2 separate regions of the Mus musculus genome follow, and region 2 is linked to region 1. The links are chromatin contacts, called in public HiChIP or PLAC-seq maps. All regions are on one chromosome and are shown on one strand. The core of a region is the stretch at or near the end of the contact, and the rest is flanking DNA. Distances in the headings are between cores, read along the strand shown. Region 1 has its middle 17 kb from the start of Gm6559. Region 2 overlaps Skap2 (src family associated phosphoprotein 2).

Region 1 (3,916 bases), core at 565-3,064:
AGCATCAGTGTTTTAGGAGGGAAGAGAAAGGAACAGGATGATCGGCCCACAGGGTAGCTATTCTGCAGTCACACTGTCACAAGGGCGAGCACTGGAGCTGCGTGGCCCTTCAGAGTTGGCCTTTTTGGGGGGAAAGCAGTAGGTCTTATTAGCCACTTATTGCTGTGGGCTGCCCCCCAGGAAGGAGACATGGCCTAGGGCAAGGTGACCTCCCCCAGGCAGGAAGTAGGGGCCAGACAGCCTACGATTTTTCCTGGAGGTGAGTCCTGAATGGGAGATCTGGGTGGCACAACACAGCATCCATGACAGACACAACACAGCATCCATGACAGACACAACACAGCATCCATGACAGACACTTAGCTGAGGCTCTGGGGATAAGCCATGCTTTCGATCTGTCCCCAGACTCCACCAGGACATCAGGAAGCGGTGACTTCTCCGTCTCCTTCATAAATAGTATTTTGTTCTTCCCAACACTTTTGGTTTTTTCCTTTATCCTTTTCGGTATAGGGGATCGAATCCAGGGCCTTCCACAGTACTTCCACAGGTACTGTGCTACTGGATCATGCTTACTGATCTTCTTTTAGCCGTTTCTCTCATGGTTCTCTGAGTTGTCACCATCCTTCAGAGATAGCACCCATGGGAGGGACTTCCCAGTCTATCTGCAAATCCTTTCTCTGTGAATATGTCCCCATCTGAAGCACTTTGTCCCCATTTTGAAGCATTCCTACTCTGAATTTTTTTTTTTAAAAGATGTACTTATTGCTTTTGTAGAGGACGCAGGTTCAATTTTCAGCATCCATATGGAGTCTCACCATCCCAAACCATCCATTCATTCTGTTCCAGGGGATGCTATACTTCTTCTGACTTCTGCCAGCACCAGACATGCATGCAGTGCACATACATATATGCTGGCAAAATAGTTGTCACATAAATGAACTAAATCTAGAGTTTTTGGAAGATTTATTTTTTATATTTAATTACATGTATGAGGGGGTCTGTGCCTACGACTACAGTGACTCTGGAGGTCAACAGAGGGCCTCGGACCCTCTGGAGCTAGAGTTCTAGTTGGTTGAACTGCCCATGGGTGCTGGAACCTGAACTCAGGCCCTCTGAAAGAGCCGCAGGCAATCTTAACTGTTGAGCCAGCTTTCTATTCCCTCTTGAGAGTTTAATTTGAAGTGAGTCTACCTCATTTCCTCAGGTTGTCTAAAATCTCTCTGAGGGCGGAGGGCCTATAACTCTTCTTTGAATGAATTGTTAGAACCGTCACATCAGTAAGTCCTAATGGGCTCTCAGATTGGGCATTGGCAGTTTCTGTTCCCTGTGGCACAACATCGCCTTTTACAAGGCAAAGATTTTAGTCAGTTTTCTGTTCAAGGCTGCTCCCGAATTCCCGTGAAAAATCAAAACTGTATCACTGGAGGTTCTAACTCCCTCCTTGGCACTCAGCACACTCCCCATCCCTTCTGCTTTTGGGCTCTCATACTGGCCCCGCCCCTTGCCCACAAACCACGCCCACAGATTCTCCTCCGCCTTCCAACTCAGGCAGCCCTCTCTTATTCTTCTCTGCTTCTTTTCTCAGCGCTCCTCACGGGTTCCACCTGTGCTTGACATTCTATTTTAATTATCTGTTTGTTTCCCCGTTTGCAGTGAAGATCCCCGTAAGTCAAAGACCTTGTCCGTCTTCATTGTTTAGCATACTACCTTCAGCGCTAGAACACTACACACTGCCTGGCACAGAGCAAGCCCTAAACACTGTCTGGTGGTGTCTGCATCTTGGGCTAGGGAAGTGGGAAGTCTCAAGACGACTACCATCCCGCCCTCCAGGCTTGTTCCTCCTCCGGCCAGCAGGGGGCTCTTTCAATTCAGAAGAGCAGCTTAGTGGTTCACCTGAAATTCTGCCTCATACAATCAGACCCCCCTCCCCCACTTTCTCCTAATTTGACTGTGCCAACTCAGGCAAATATTGAACTTTGTGTTAAAAAGCACGTTTTACTTTTTATAGGTAGTCCTCCAAGGACTTTTTGATTTTGGTTGTGGAGGGGTGTAAGGTTTGCTGTTAGAACCTCCACTTTTTTTTTTTTTCCCATTCACCCAACAAAATCAGCTACAGAAGTAAAACATGGGTGGAACAACCACGCAGTGGCGGGGAAGCTTCATGTCAACGCTTAAGTCCAGCAAATGAAGCAGCTGACTGAATGAGGCCAGTCGGCAATAACGTGTATTTAGCCACTGGGAAGGGAGTTGCTCCCACCCCCTCCCTCCCCCCTTTCCAACAACAATAATCTGGCAATATTACATTGCTATATATAACTTCTTTTGGAAAATATACACTTCCCTTAAAATAGGGTGGTTTTAAAGTTTGTATCAATTTAGAAATTGTAAAGTCCCCACTGGAAGAAATTGCTAGTGCGTTTGAATGGACTTATTGTCTGTTGGCCCTTTCCTTTAGGGTAGAGTCTGGCAGGAGCGCCAGCTTCCCTGCCAAGACAAAAAGAGCTATATCTACCGCTTATGCTCACTCGGTCAACACAAAGCAACCTCAGTTTGGCAACCCTCAGCGGTTGTTGGGAAGGCCCAGGTATCGTCGTTAAGCCATTAATACGGTGTATGTGCTGTTACACACGTCTATTTCTGTATAAATGCTTCTTCATTCTGTACCCAGGAAAATCTGCCTCCCTGGTCAGGCAGCCGTTTCCTGGAAAAACCACAGTAGCCTTCTGTGAGTGAACTGTAGTGAATGCATTCTCACAGAGAATGAGGCAGAGGAGCAGGGTGTGGAAGGCTGCTTGTCGGGCCTGAGAGCGTTGCTCTGTACAGTGGAGCTAGCCAGGTACTGTCAGGGTGCCTAAAAACACAGTCATTGAAATCTTATAAACTGTTCTGAATTGTAAACCAGCCAATCCAGATTTGTTTGTTTATTTCTGATAAAAAGGACTAACTCTAGGGAGGAGAAAATGAACCTGGTGGTTTGAGTGAACTGAAGCAGGCCACCGCCAACGGCAGGCACTGATGAAGAGGACTCTTTGGACAGGAGGGCTTCATAACCGCTGTGGCAGACAGACGGTATGCACAGTCAGTGACCAATACCCGTGAGCAATGTTTTCAGAGATCCTTGTTAGGTAGGACACGCCAGTAACAAAAATCTCGGAGAACTTAGGACACCACACGGGGGACACTGCACATTCAAGAGAGGCTTGCGACATTCCAGAACACACTACAAATTACCATGACCTCCATTCATCTCCATCTGGAAGTAGCCGCCACCAAAAAACCCCCATTTTCAAAAATAAAATGGGCTGAAGTTTGGGTATATCTGATCTCTAGGTAGAACACCACAAGCTATCTCAAGGTGTTTATATGCTGCGGCTCTCCTGAGCACAAAGTCAGTGGTCTGTCAGTGTACTTGAGAAAAAAAAAATTAAATGGTCTGGGAAGGTGGCTCAGTGGATGCTGGAGGATTTAACTATCCCCAGTATCCCTGTAGAAGCTGCTAGTGGTGGTAACTCTAAAACTGGGGAGGAACAGACAGGTGGCTCTGTGGGGTTTGCTGACCTAGTCGAGCTGAATCAGTGAGCTCTGGGTTCTGAGAGTGACCCTGTCTCAAAATAAGGCAGAGCGAGAAGGAGGAAGAAAGAGTCCACCTCTGGCTTCCACATGCACACACACGTGTACACATGTGTATATGTACACATGCACAGTATTAAATCACAGGCCACTCATTTCCTAAAGTGTCTACTGAGCACCTACTGTGGGTAAGGCACAGATTTGAATACTTGAGTTACTCAAGAGAACGAGGCGACGTGACATCTATGTATGCTGCTGCCATATAATAGATACTGGGGTGGGTGTCTGCAGTGAGGGCATGTGACATGTCGAGGGCACTCAGAGGAATGTGAGAAGACTACAGAAC
Region 2 (3,916 bases), core at 464-2,963, 640 kb before region 1:
GGCTGAATTGATTTTTATATTTTCCTCAGTAGCTGTTTGGTCAGACCATTCATTCCCTGTTTTAACAGAAAGTGTGATTCTGTTCTGATGGCAGCTGAAAGTGTAGGCTTTAAGTTAACACATTAAGTTGGGGTGACTGACAGCTCATTGAACAAAGTAAAATCTGGTTCCCACCATAAAGTAGGGAGACATGTGGGGTTAAATAGTAAAGCCATCTGGGGGACCAGGGTTGGTCTTTACAGTTATTTTATTGATGTGAGACTCAGCAAACGGTGGCTCCCCCCAGCCAGTTCTTGCTTTCTCCTTTAGGCAGATTCAGGTCAGCACAGAGGTGTGTGTGTGTGTTAGGTAGAGAGAAGAGGGAGGTTGCCTTGTTCTCACCTCCAGGCTGCAGGTCTTCTAGGCTGTTCCAGAGTAGGGGTTTGTGAGGACAGGTGCTGAATTCTGACTGCCTCGTGGAGGAGTTTATCATTGGAAGACTTTTGTTCCTGTACCTTTTTACTGTTGGATTACCATGGAAGATGGTTTTAAAAAAAAGTGTGTGTGAGTGTGTGTGTGTGTGAGTGTGTGTGTGTGTGAGTGTGATACTTGTCCTCACTCAGTCTAAAGGAAGGCAGGGTGGCAGTTTTTCTAGGGGTTCACGTGTATAAAGAAAAAGAAAACAGAAAGGAGACTCAGTGGGCAGGGTGTTTAAGTGCTCACTTCTCAGGGGTCAGTTGTCTGCTGAGTGATTCTCTGATGTAGCTGCACAAGGATTGCTGGGCTCTCAGAACACGTCATCTTTTCATTGTGTTTTCAGACCTTAACATTTATGGACAAAGCAGTTGTAAATCTGATCTGTCAGCTGCCTTGCCCCAGACTTTTACAGCTGTTCCCACTGGATGGCTTACTCTTGACAAAGTTAAGGTGTAACAGGAGCAAAAACTTACCACCCCGTTTACTGTGACCGAGATAACTTTTTCCTGTGGCTACCTTGCAGTTGATGCCCATGGGAGTGGAGGTGATGCTTCCGTTAGATGCAGGCTGTGTGACCTGCGGCCTTTGATGGTGCCCCATCGGTCTTTTGCGTTGGTGGCACCCTCTTTTCCAGGCCTTATTGGCATAAGCCCAGTAGCCGCCTCCCACCCCTCAATCCCGCTCTTTCGTGGCTGGCGCCCGTGGGTAAAATAAAACCTCTCTTTCGGAGAAAAAGGGAGTCTCAGTCCCTGGGCTTAGGGGCCAGCCTGCGCAGGCTGACCTTTTCCTGTAGTCAAATTACCAGTTCCCCGGAATTACAGAAAGGAGTCAGGGAAATCTACATATGAACAGGAGGACACGACCTCTAAAGGAAGGTAAAAAAGGGCCATGGCGGCTTGCTAGCTCACCGCGGCAGGCTATTTCACCATTTGCAGGGCTATTTAGAGCACAATAAAAAGCTTCAAATCTCTTTTCCAACCAGCCAGAGGAGCGCTTGATTTACCCAAGAGTTTTATTGCTGCCTTTTGAAATATTACTCTGGCTTTGAGGTACAAAGCCACAGATCCAGCCCCATTTGTCTAGCGTGGCTGTCCCAAACTCAGCTGCTCTGTGCCCAGCTCTCTGTTCCCAGCTACGTGGACAAGAGCCGGAGGTTTAAGGCAGGCTGGATTTGGGCTGGTTTCTGGGGGGCAAGGCTGGGGCACCCCAGGACAGCCTGGTCCGTGATCCCTGTTCCAGGGCTGGCAAAAGCGCCAGGGAGAAAAGTCGGCAAGCTGCGCAGTACCGCTATTGCTGCCAGCGCAGGCTGGCGTACTTCATCCGTTAGATCTGACTCACTGTATATTTTAAGACTTCAAAAGCTTAAATACCAACCAAGTCTATTGGCAACCAACAATCCAGATTATTGCAGCTTTTCCCAGCTAAAATTCTCGTTAAACACCACCCCCAGCAAAGCAGTTTGTTCCCTGTATCCTTCTGGAGAATTATCGAGAAAGCCAATGTTTGGAAAACTCGTCCTAACAGTAAAGCATTTTCTAGGAAAAAGCTTGGGAATAAATATATTAAACGTGTCGCTTTAAAAGTATAGACCTTTTCCATACCTAGGCCTCCCCTTGAGAAATTCGGGTTTTTCCTGCACTTTTTCAAAAAAACGTTTTCTCAAAATAGAGGGATGGGGTCCCATTTTCCAGACACATTGGGTAGGCTTTTAGGAAACAGCAAGTTGAACATGCAGCGTCTTTGTGGTGGTTTTCTGAGTTTTTATAAAACTGAAATGACCTTTTAAAGAAATAACTCGTGGGCAGTAATTTGTTCTGTTATTGCTTACGGAGATAGAAAATAGATCCTGTTTGTTTAAACTGGGATTGCATAATGAAAATGTAAAATAGGCAATTAAATACTCGTGGAAGAGGGAATTAAAGACAAACATTGAATGAAAATAACATTAAGCCGACTGTTCACCAGTCTATGTGTCTGTGAGTCTTGCAAGTATAGGGTGGGTTGGGGAGGGCTCGCTGCAGTAGCCTGCTACTTCTTGTCCACTTTTAAAAAGTTACTGTATGGATGGATACTAGGGAAGCCAATGATCTCTTTCAGCTACAGTCGGCTTGTCCAGAGGTGGCCTGCTCCTACTCCTGTGGGTAGAAGCTGCTGCTTCAAGTTTTACTCTTTTGAACCCACATGAGAATTTGTCCCAGGTCTGCTGACCTCTGCCTCTGCCTCTGCCTCTTTCCTCCATATTTTAGGGGCCACAGAAGGAAAGAGGAGCCAGGACATTTTGCTTTCATTTCGTTTGATACTTACTTTTAACATATACTTGCTGTTAAGAGATTGTTTCATGTTTTAATCTTATTTTTTCCTTGTATTATTGGCTTAGCAAAAAAATATGCGTTTATTGTGAGTCTGTAACAGCTTCATCCATGTTCCTCATTGGAGCAAAATACTTTCTATAATCAGGAATTTAAAATTGATTAGATTCTAGGTTATATAGTAGGTTTTAAATGGTTAAATATGAATACAATTGAGATTATTGCACTTTTTAGTACTTATGTGTAATATTACATTTTGATCTTTTTATCACTGTAAGTTAGGAGACAAAGTCGTTAGGGAAAAAGAAAGTAAGTCACACATCTTTCTGGTGTGGGCTGTGGGTGATTTGTCTAACATTTTAATGTAATTCTCTAAGAGATATTTTAAAGTGAGCCATGAAATTCTGAAAATAAAATATGTGTCAGTAAGCTATCCAATATTTTATGAACAATAATAATGGATGTCTAGGAGTCAAAGCAGCAAAGACTTCGTGGAACTTTATAGGAGAGGAGTCAGCCAACACAATATTTAGGAGTTTACTGAAATTTCAGAAGAGGCTGTGGGAAATGTTATACAAAGCTATATTTGGACTCTGTATTTTTTCATAGTAGAAGAACCCATTTTTCTCACTTCTCTATTCAACTATGGTATTCCAGGTAGCTAAGAGCAGGGTGGGAAGCAAAGGACAACTGGGTGTCTTCTCACTTGAGGGTAGCCAGCATGGGTGGGGCAGGTAGCAAGGAGGAGGATAGTTTTTGAGAATCTTGATTAGGAAAAAAAGGGGATTAATTTTTTCTTCTAAGCATTAGATATTATGTGTTCCTGAAAATAGATGATACTGGGGAAAGCAAAGTGCTATCAGAGGCTTTTAGCTTATCTTTATAAAATGCTGTGACTGGTTCTTAGGGCAACTTAAAAAATAATTATAAAGCGACAGTAGCACGCGCATAAAAGCTTTCCGCTTGCTTTGCAGAAGAGAATTTGTGTTATGGGTCATGGTAGTTTATTAAAACTTGTGTGTTTCTTCCTAGTTTAATGATGTCAAACATCCGAATAGCATGTGCTGTGCTAAGCATGCGTACAATATACAGATTTTATTTAGCTAAGTGGTGAACTGATTTGTCCAACTTAGTTTTTTAACTGTACTTCA

The links. HiChIP or PLAC-seq counts read pairs in DNA pulled down with a chosen protein or histone mark.
Region 2: an H3K27ac HiChIP or PLAC-seq map of embryonic stem cells shows a contact between it and region 1, with 4 times the contacts expected there. The contact joins two enhancer-like sites. A contact is called at or near these places in 1 of 484 Hi-C or Micro-C datasets (cerebral cortex), 4 of 115 datasets of contacts at active chromatin or transcription factors (embryonic hindbrain, embryonic stem cells, neural tube and 1 more) and 1 of 9 other capture datasets (embryonic stem cells).

What each region holds. Positions count from the first base shown.
Region 1 is chr6:51,360,654-51,364,569 of GRCm38.p6, reverse strand. No RefSeq gene overlaps it. Among named protein-coding and RNA genes, the nearest start is that of Gm6559, 17 kb to the left of the region's middle. Within about 2 kb of position 1,814, at least 118 of the 459 cell types and tissues checked have an H3K27ac peak or open chromatin away from gene starts, as enhancers often do. A contact at or near this core is called in embryonic stem cells, where this site is marked.
Region 2 is chr6:52,003,903-52,007,818 of GRCm38.p6, reverse strand. The region is part of intron 1 of Skap2 (src family associated phosphoprotein 2); the gene reads left to right. Among named protein-coding and RNA genes, the nearest start is that of Skap2, 6.7 kb to the left of the region's middle. Within about 2 kb of position 1,713, at least 68 of the 459 cell types and tissues checked have an H3K27ac peak or open chromatin away from gene starts, as enhancers often do. A contact at or near this core is called in embryonic stem cells, where this site is marked.